Linked DNA regions of Mus musculus: region 1 is linked to region 2. The links are chromatin contacts, called in public HiChIP or PLAC-seq maps. All regions are on one chromosome and are shown on one strand. The core of a region is the stretch at or near the end of the contact, and the rest is flanking DNA. Distances in the headings are between cores, read along the strand shown. Region 1 overlaps Gm32840 (a long non-coding RNA gene). Region 2 has its middle 45 kb from the start of Slc38a2.

The links. HiChIP or PLAC-seq counts read pairs in DNA pulled down with a chosen protein or histone mark.
Region 1: an H3K27ac HiChIP or PLAC-seq map of heart atrium shows a contact between it and region 2, with 5 read pairs. The contact joins two enhancer-like sites. A contact is called at or near these places in 1 of 484 Hi-C or Micro-C datasets (embryonic stem cells) and 1 of 115 datasets of contacts at active chromatin or transcription factors (heart atrium).

Annotation. Positions count from the first base shown.
Region 1 is chr15:97,100,467-97,105,293 of GRCm38.p6, reverse strand. All of the region lies in intron 3 of Gm32840 (a long non-coding RNA gene), which reads right to left. Gm32733 (a long non-coding RNA gene) reads left to right here. Exons shown (of 4, transcript XR_384402.2): 4 at 2,155-2,769. Among named protein-coding and RNA genes, the nearest start is that of Gm32733, 4.9 kb to the left of the region's middle. Within about 2 kb of position 2,898, at least 58 of the 459 cell types and tissues checked have an H3K27ac peak or open chromatin away from gene starts, as enhancers often do. A contact at or near this core is called in heart atrium, where this site is marked.
Region 2 is chr15:96,742,753-96,747,635 of GRCm38.p6, reverse strand. No RefSeq gene overlaps it. Among named protein-coding and RNA genes, the nearest start is that of Slc38a2, 45 kb to the right of the region's middle. Within about 2 kb of position 2,720, at least 138 of the 459 cell types and tissues checked have an H3K27ac peak or open chromatin away from gene starts, as enhancers often do. A contact at or near this core is called in heart atrium, where this site is marked.

The DNA of each region.
Region 1 (4,827 bases), core at 1,649-4,148, 360 kb before region 2:
ATAAAAGACACAGACACTCCGTTGTTTATTTTCAACTTGCCTTCTTGGCACAATTGCTGGGTGCAGCTATCTCCAGGCTGGAAAAGTGTGCTCTTGCTGATATTCTTATCTCTGCTCCTCCCACCTGCCCTAACCTTAGTCACTCAGTTAAATCTAGTCCCTGCTCAACATCCCTGACCATCTACCCATAGAAGCAGCTGTGGGTCTCACATGGCCGGTCAGCTTTTCCTCATCAGAGGCATGGTGAACTCTCCTCCCCTCTCTTGCATCTGTTCTTTTTTCTCTCTCCAGGGACCTGGAAGTTCTGCCTATTCCTTCCATGTAACAATTGGCCCATGGCTTTCTTTACTGACAGATCAATAACTAATCTTGGGAAATAGGACCTTAGTATCAGAAATGCCCCTACACCTAACAGGAACTTTTCTCTACTCAATAGTTTCTGTTCTTATTTCTCAATTATTTTTTTCTTCTGTTCATCTGCTTCCTTCTTGTTAGGCACATGTTGGACCTTGTGAACATGTCCTCCTTGTGTCTTATTATGTGTGCGTGTGTATGCATGCATGCACACGTATGTGTCCTGTTCATGTGTGAGTGCAGGTGTGCACATGCCACAGTGCCCACGTAGAGGTCAGAGGACAGTCATAGCTTTCTTGGTCTTCAATTTCCACCTTGTTTGAGACTGAGTCTCTTGTTCACCAATGCATATGCCAGAATAGCTGGCCTCTGGGCCCCTGGGGATTCCCTGCCTTCCAATACCGTATTACCATAGGAATACTGGGATTGTAGATATGAGCTCTTGCATCCAGCTTTCCTTGGTGTCTGGAGGCCTGAACTCCAGTCTTTGTCACTGAGTTGTCCTCTCAGTTCCTTGGAAGCAGAATACTCCTCCTGAGGCAAATCTCTTGGGTCAGATTCCCTGGGTTTGAATGTCAGCAGGGCTCTCATCAGCTGTATCATGTTGGCATTTCAGAAAACTATTTTTCCAAATATACATTGCTAGTTAGTTCTCTGTTGGAGGGCTCATGTTAGGATTGCACAACAGCTACAGTTGTATACACCCCAGTTAGTCAGGAGTCTGGGGTGGAGTGTAGAGGAAGCTCAGCATTTGAGGTTGCCCCAGGCAGCTTGCGGCTCCATAGTAAAAATGTATAAACGGGAATAAGTTGTATGGAACGTGCTTAGAACAGCCTGGTAATACTCTCATAATTGCCCATATTTCCTTCTCTATGGGCTCTTCATACATTGTTCTATGAGTCAATTCCTGGAATCATTTTGTCTGGTTGTCCAATTCATATTCAGCAAACTCATAATTTAATTATAATTCCCATGCAAAAATTAAATTATTACATGGGAAACTATATCCAGCAGCAAGTCTTTTCTTATTTATTGATTGCTCTGTTTTCATTGAAATTGGAAACTCTGGGTTTTTTTTTATATCAATTCTAACATTTTATTTGTTTATTTTGTATGTGTATGTATGTGGGGCATGTGCGTGGGCGTCAGAGGATAACTGGTGGGAGCTGGTTATCTTTTCCCACTATTTACATCCTAGGGATTGAACTCAGGTCATAGGGGCTTGCATGTCAGGAAGCACTTTTACTCTTTGAACCATGTTGCTGACTCCTGGTGTGTGTGTGTGTGTGTGTGTGTGTGTGTGTGTGTGTGTGTTAGTATGACTGTGCACACAGACAGGCATGTACATGGGTACACAGGCATATGAGCCTAGAACTCAGCATGGGGAGTCTTCACCTTGACTTTTTGAGAGAAGGTCTCTCACGGAGTCCTAAGCACATGCATTTGGCTGTGCAGGCTGTCCAATGGGTGTCATAGATTCGCCTGTCTCCACAAATGCTGGTATTACGAGCATAGGCTGCCATGGCTGGTTTTGTTTTTTTCCCTATAGTTTCTGGCAATCCAAATTCAGATCCGCAGGCTTGTGTGGCACGGCCTCCTCCAGACCTCATCCCCAGCCCACGGTTTTATCTTTATGGTGGCCATGAGCAATCAGGACCCTAGTTTATCTTCTTATTCTAACTCTATATTCCAGAAGACTCGGGTCCTACTGATCAAAGTAGTCAGAACTTTTGTTGTGTCCTCTGAGGCAGATGACAATAATTTTGTTCTCCTTCACGTTTTGTTTTCTGTTATCTACAGAGCTGCCAGACATGAGCTCGAGTGTCTTGGTGACTTGGATGCTTTCCAGGCGCAAGTATCATTTTTCAGACCATAAAAGGCGCCTAAGAGCTTTTGGCAACCAGGGTCGAGCTGACTCAGCCTCCTAAGGGCTAACTTTATGCTGTCGGAAGCAACGAGAAAAGAGACTGCAAGAAAGCAGAGGGACTGCGGTGGATCACGACTTTCAGGCACACTGTGCTGAGACAGAGAACTCATCTGCAGTGTGGAGAGAAAGGAACTGGTTTGTGTTCCCATGCATGCCAGGCCTGTCACGCTTGTCATTGTCCCTTCTTAAATTGCCCACTTCAGGCAGGCACTTTAACCCACATTGCCTATAGGAAGACTGAGGCTTAATACATTTAGGCAACTTCACCAAATAGAAAAATGGTGGCATTTGGAAGGTCAAACCGAAGACTACTCTATCCCGACACCCAGGTTCATCCCTATGTTTGAAGTATCTCTTTACAAGGTCAGAAGTTGGTGAGAAACTTCAGATCTCGAAAAACTATCAACAAAGAGAAAAAATTTTGAGGTTTGTCAATCTCCCATTAATGTGTTGAACACGGTATAATTTTGTGTTGAAATATATTACACTGGTTATGTATTTTACTGGCAGATTTGTGGGCAGAACAAATAAGTAGATGTCTTCTGGTTTTACATGAACTTGAGTAGCTGCAGGGACAAGCCAGGCTTGGGCTGGTCCCCTGCCAATCCTCACCCTGTCCCATAAATAGAGCAGCAGCGATGTGCTGTCTGCCTGTGGTTGGTACTAAACACACTTGTGTGCACACCCTGAGCTTACTGCTTCTCTCACTGTTGACAGCCCCATCTCACATCATAGCTAGGAATAGGAGAAGGCCAAGAAACCAAACACTGCTCTCGCATTCCCGAACCCTCACAAGAACAGAGTGGACTTCAACAGGCAACTCAACGTCAGTTATGGAGCAGGAGAGTTCCGTGTGCGAGGGAACTGCTCAAAAGATGGCTTCCGCTCTGGGCCTAGGTCAGAGACTCTTGAAAGCCAGGAACGTGGCTTTCTTGTCTGAATTCCTCCCTGGACCACGGTGTTGGGTCATTTATGAACATACAATAGGTACTGCTCAATCCCACTGACCGTCCCTTAATGCCAATCATGGGCTTTCTTCCTTGTGTGCTTTCTGATGGATCCTTTGGTTAATCAGGGCAGCCCTGCTGTGTAGGAGCTAACAGATCTGGCCATCTGAGTTTGCAGGTGAGGTCCTTGATCAAGGCTAATGACCACTCCCTCACAGAAGCTACACTTCAGCCTTCCCTTTGCCACATCCTGTTGCTAATTGAAATACACCTGGGAGGGCCCTTCTGTCTGCTGACAGAGAATACAAACATCCTGTCTCCCTCACATCCTCTCCTGTTCTCTCCCTCTGATCCACTCATCCTCAAACTTCAACATGCATGGGATGAAGCTTCATAAAGCTTTAAGTATGATGTGCCCGTTGAGAAATAGGTGGCTGGGGCCCCACCCTGAGGACACCCCTATCATTCATTTCCAGGATGGAGCTGGAGGCCTATGTTCCTTACCCTCACCTCTGTGGTGCCTAAACAAAGGGTAACATTCTTCAAAGACTTGGCTTTGCCAGCAAAGACACCCAGGGCTTTGTAAGAAAAACAGACACAAACCTAGGCGCCCTGGAATGAGGCCCTGATTTAGAGCTTCTCAATGGCTCCTAGGCTAATCAGCAGCAGCATCTTAGGACCTGATGAGCTGTGACTCTCAGGCCCCACTGAGGCTCCAGCAGGAGGCTGCTAATGGAGCCCCCAGAAGGCCCCAGTAATAAAATGCAGGAACCATTGCTTCAGGCCTATGCTCACACAACAGAGAGACACCTCCCCCCCAAACACACACACACAACAACAACAACAACAACAACTGAACCATCTTAGATCACAGCAACAATAAGAAAGAGCAGAGAAATAGCAGAGGCGGAGTCTGTGTCTACCTTACCCAGGGTGTGTAAGTTCCTAGCCCTATACAGTCTTATCACCCAGGCATCTCCGTGTCCACAGCACCAGCCAGGTCCCCACACTATACAGATCCTTCAATTTGTCCTTTACAGAGTCACCCATCTTCCCTCTCCCAGGGCCACCCTCTTCTCATCTGCACCAGCAGCACTGACTGCTAACCTGCTTTCCAGTTCTAAAAACTTTGTCATCTGGAAAACGTTGCACAGTGGGATAGGGAGATGGTGAACTCAGAGGGTAAAGTGCCCCCTGCAGCAGCATGGCGACCTAAGTGCAGATCCCCAGGGCGGGAGCCAGAGCCTGGTGTAGCAGCGAGTAGTAAACAATGTTACAACTATGGGAGTGAAGTGGTGTAGCAGCAAGTAGTAACTATTGTTACAATAGTTATAATATTTACAATGTTACAACTATGGGAGTGAGGTGGTGTAGCAGCAAGTAGTAACTATTGTTACAATAGTTATAATATTTACAATAGTTACAACTATGGGAGTGAGGTGGGACTAGGTCACCCTGGGCCTACCACTTCTGCATTGTATCCCTGGCCCTTCTGGCCAGTTCTAATTTGATTATTTTGTCAATGGCTTTAGTCTACCTTTTGAAATTTCACCATAGATCCTTAACACTAATCTGTTGGATCTGGGGCTTACAAATGTT
Region 2 (4,883 bases), core at 1,471-3,970:
GTCAGAGCTTTCGTTAGTTTCTCGCTACGTCCCTCCCACCGTGTCCCTTCTGACTGCTCTCCCCCAGACCCCAGCATTGCTTTCTCCCAGTTCTAACTCTACCCGCAAGCTTCTGCTGCTGACTCTTAGCTTCCTTTATCATCAGCTCTGTTGGTTTCTTTGTTCACATTCTTTCTATACTCAAGGGATGAACGGGTGGGTTTTTAATTAATATTCTGACAGTTTAGTGCATATTTCTTATCAAGAGGCTCTTTATATCCATTGGTAAGTTTGATTTGTGTGAAACTCTCCCCACACACACACTCCCCAATCGAATGGCTAGCAATTTATCCCAGCACCATTAAAGAGCAGTTAATTTTCTTAGCCAGTTTATGACATTCTGACTCTTCACATATATTTGGCCGGCTTTGAACTCCATATTGCTTCCATTTCCCAGTGTCTCTTTGGAGCTAAGGTCGCATTGTGTAACTAGCATATCGAGGTTTTTTTTACTTGTTTTCTCAAGTGCATGGGATTGAACCCACGACTTCAGACTGCTCAGCAAGCATGATTGCTGGCTGCACCCTCAGTCTAACGCAGCTTTTACTATCCCAGATAACTTCACAACTCACTGACTCTTACTCCTAGAGTTCTCCAGACACCCTGTTGACAGTTAGTATTAATAGTTTCATACCCACACCCACCTTCGCCCCTAACTCCCTGGTCTGGCCCCTTCTTCGCTTCCTTCTCCTTCATGTCACCACCATTTACCTTGCATATTTTCATGTTTATTGGCATACTGTTTGTATCTCCAAGTTTAAGTTCCACGAGAAACCAAATCTGGCTCTATTTGATTGATTTTTGTATCACTGGTTATAAAATGCTGCCACATGCGTAGGAAAGACTCAACACATTTGGTGAATTAGCGACTATTTAGGAAAGGCAAACCTATATTCAGCCACTGTTCCTCTTTCTGGACTTCCACTGGCTTCCTTTGCACAGGCAGTCTTCCACTAAGCAATTAATTTCACAAGTGTAAAACAATATCTATTGAATTTTTAATTCCACTAACGTTAACCAATTAGATTCTTCTAGAAAGAATGCAAGCTGTTACAGTATCAAATACTCCCAAATAAAAGCCATTCTGATCAGACCTAGGTAGTGGTGAAAGTCATTAATCCTAGTACTTGGGAGGCAGTGGCAGGCAGATCTCTGTGACTTCCAGGCCATCTTGGTCTACAGAGTGAGTTTCAGGACAGCCAGAGCTACATCATGAAGACCCTGTTTTGAAAATTAGAAAGAAAAAAAAAAAAAAAAAACCAAGCCAGTCATACATTCAAGTCTTCTCTCATGTCGTCAGTATGTTTCAGCTAATTCCTTACTAAGGACCTATGTATTTTATAATATGATTATTTATAATTACTTTGTTATCGACTTATTGACACATGTCTGTTTCTATCTGCTGTCTTTACTAAACACTATTCTACGAGCTTTGTCTAAGAATGGCTTTTGCCTTTATGCAGTCTGTTCTTATAACAATGAAATTCTGTTTTCCTATAAATTATAATTTTGAAGGCTGAGGCTATAACTCAGCTGATAAACACTTGCCTGGCACCTACAAGATCCTGGTTCAAACCCCAGTATTGTAAAAAACAAAAATAAATAATAGCAATTGTAGTTACAAAAGCTTTTGCTGCTGATGTTTTCATTTTCAACATGCCTACTTACTGAGCAGCTAATGTTTTCAAAGTAAATTTCCCTTCTGCTTCTAAACACATTTGTCGCCGAGTTTCCAGTCTTACAAAATAGGCCATCACCTGAAGAAGTCATGGCTATTCTTCCTGCTCCTTCCAAGACACACATTCCTGGTTTACCCCTCGTCCAGTTGCCCAGTAAAATCTCTATGAACTTGTGTTTGCATTTCTAGACATTAGCTCCACTGTAAGGTCAAGAGAGTAGTAATGGCATGTTCTCTTTTATGTTTTCCCCACAGGTCTCACTGTGTAGCCCTGGCTGTCCTGGAATCCCTATGTAGACCAGGCTAGCCTGAAGCTCTCAGAGATCTGCCCGCCTCTGCCTCTGTAGTGCTGGGATTAAAGGAATAACCTGCCACACCAGAGGCACTTGCCTGTGCAGTTTGTCAGAAATTGTAATCCTAGTGAGTTAACACACCTGATAAAGCTCACCTGACAGCTGCATAAAGGGGCTGCCAAGAGAGTTTAAAAAGATAGTGATATTCTCCCTGTCCTTGTAGATTGTTATGAAATTGATAATAAAAAAGGGGGTTTACATTAGATTATATTTAGGAAACTGATAATTCCTAAATATCTGCTATTACTGAATCTAATTTAAAAAAAACAAACAAACAAAAGGGCCTAGTCTCTCCATGGAAAGCTAAAAACCATCAAATTTCCCTCTCTATGCTACTTCCTGTTCACGATCGGAACACACGCTAAAATAGGTTAATTTGCTAAAATAGGTTAATTTGCATGTCTGTGGGCTAAAACAGGGCTGTGGGAGTTTTCCTCTGTGTATCTAAATGAAGATTTTCAGGGTGTTTCATTTGACTTCGCAAAATAAGTCAGAGATGAAGAGCACTGGCCAGCGCTCCCATTTCTTGAGCTGAAGAAAACAGAACTGAATCCCCCAGTGCTCCACCAGCTCATTGAGTTGGCTGTGGGGCTGCCCTGGACCCTGTGGGCAGCCAAGCTTCATGGCACCCTCTGCAGCATCCTGTTTCACTTTGCCTCACAGTTCTAACTAGAAATACTCAGATTAGCGGCTGGTGAGATGGCTCAGCAGTTAAGAGCACAGAGTGGCTTGCAGTCATCTGTAACTCCAGTCCCAGGGAAAACAATGCCTTATTCTGACCTCTGAGGGCACTTGATGTACACTTCATGCACAGACAAAACACTCACCCACGTAAATAAGTCTTTAAAAAAATTAAAAAGACAAGAAAAATACTCCAATTCCCTTCCTCGGCTCCCTGGAAGTTTCTTCACCGCTACTTGACATATCAGTGTTTTAGGAGATTATTTCTGGTAAAACACGCATGGCTTCTGATCTTATGAAACTGTTTTCCTAGACGTCTAAAGAACTAATACGTGTTAGAAAAGTCACTCACAGCACTCCTGTGTGAGAGAAGGGGAAGATGACACCGGGTCTTCGGTGACACAGACACAGACACACATTCCTGGGCACACCCATTCACAAGTGTCAGGAGCACTCCAAACCTTATAGGGAGGAATAGCTGAATGGAGCTGATAACAGCCAGGCGCCAGGCCCGAGGAAGAGGTGCGGGCGCCCATTTCAAGCCATTGAAAAGTTCCATAGGGGGGAGGGGAAATGGCACGGCAGGAAATTCCTGACCAGCTGTGTAACTGCTTACACCAATGCGTTGGCAGATAAGTGCATTTTTGTGATTCTGCTTCGGCCCCATGTTTATGGCCTCTTCTGATATGTCATCTGGCTCATGTATTACAGCTCCGTCCGGACACCATCCAACGGTACGATTCAACAAACCGTAGCTTCATCTTGATCACCTGGAAATGCTCTTGGCCTTTGCAAAATGGACGAAGAGGCTAACAATGAAAATACTGGAGGAAATTTGCTCTAAGTTAGTCCCCAGAGAAACCATTAGGTCGGGGATTTCATAAACCGTGCTGTAATTTGCTACAATGTAGGTAAAAGATTTGGGGTGGATGTCTAGAAGTGTAAGTTAAGCCTATGCCTGTCGACAAGATGGTAGGAGGGAAGAGTAGAAGGCGATACATAATACAGACGTGATTCATAAATGCAGTGTTCTGTGTATGTGAAAATACTGCCTGCGATGTTTTACATGCATGCGCTCACAGGGTTTCGTGTCATATTTACAACGTTACCGCAGAGTATGGAGTCCATTCCCCAAGTCAGAAAAGCAAGTTTCTAAGAGATCCGATTACAACCCATGCCCTCATGCTACCTTGGCAGAACTGGATAATTTAGGAACTCCTGGTTCCACCACCTTCTGCTTACGCAACACTGAGCAAACCCCAGGTCCTCTGTGGGCCTCATTTCCCTCAGTGAGCAAATGAGAGAGCCTCCCACACCCCTTCCAGAGCTACCAGAGTACATAACCAGCAACGCACAGCACCAGCGGCAGCTGCTTGCATTAACCCAGCCAGTAGTTAGACCAATAAGGGAAAGTGCCAGGATGGATTTCCAAACAATTTCCTGGGACCCGTTGTTTTCAAATGCTGGCTGATGCAATCCTGAGTTGCGTTTCCCCAAGCATGGCTGTCAATGAATCACTTCCTTCACTGGGCAGGGCAGCTTCCCTACCCGTGTTATCTTAACTATCCTTACACTGCAGGTAAGCACACAACTGGAATTGTTCCAAATGTCACACATAGGAGTCTAAGACGCCCTCTCTGCAGTATGATACACACAATACAGAGAATGCGGGTTGCTAACACACTGGCACTGAGCTCCAAGTGACAGCTCTGTGTCCCCAAACTGAGAGGCAGGACTCCTTGAGACAGGTTCCACTTTTCTCGTCAACTAAACTTGGTTTTCAAATTAAATCTTGTAAGGAACTATACATAGCAACGGGCAACAAAGTAACATCTTATTGGAGTGCTTTACAGGCCCAAATCTGTATTTATTATACATTATCTAACACTTTTGTAAGGCACAGAGAACGCAAGACCGGCGGTTATTCGGGGACAGCGGGGTGTAGCGATGTCCTTTTGTTTTGTCCCCTACCAGCACTGTAACAACTGATTAACCAGCAACTGCGTACGAGAAGAGCTTTTATTTGCATGTGTGTCTTGCTCTGCTTCGAGCTGACTGAGACTTTGGCTGTTTTGTGTGTGCTTGTGTTTGACAGCTTACATCACTTCTGCAATCAGGCAGGGACCCGGAGA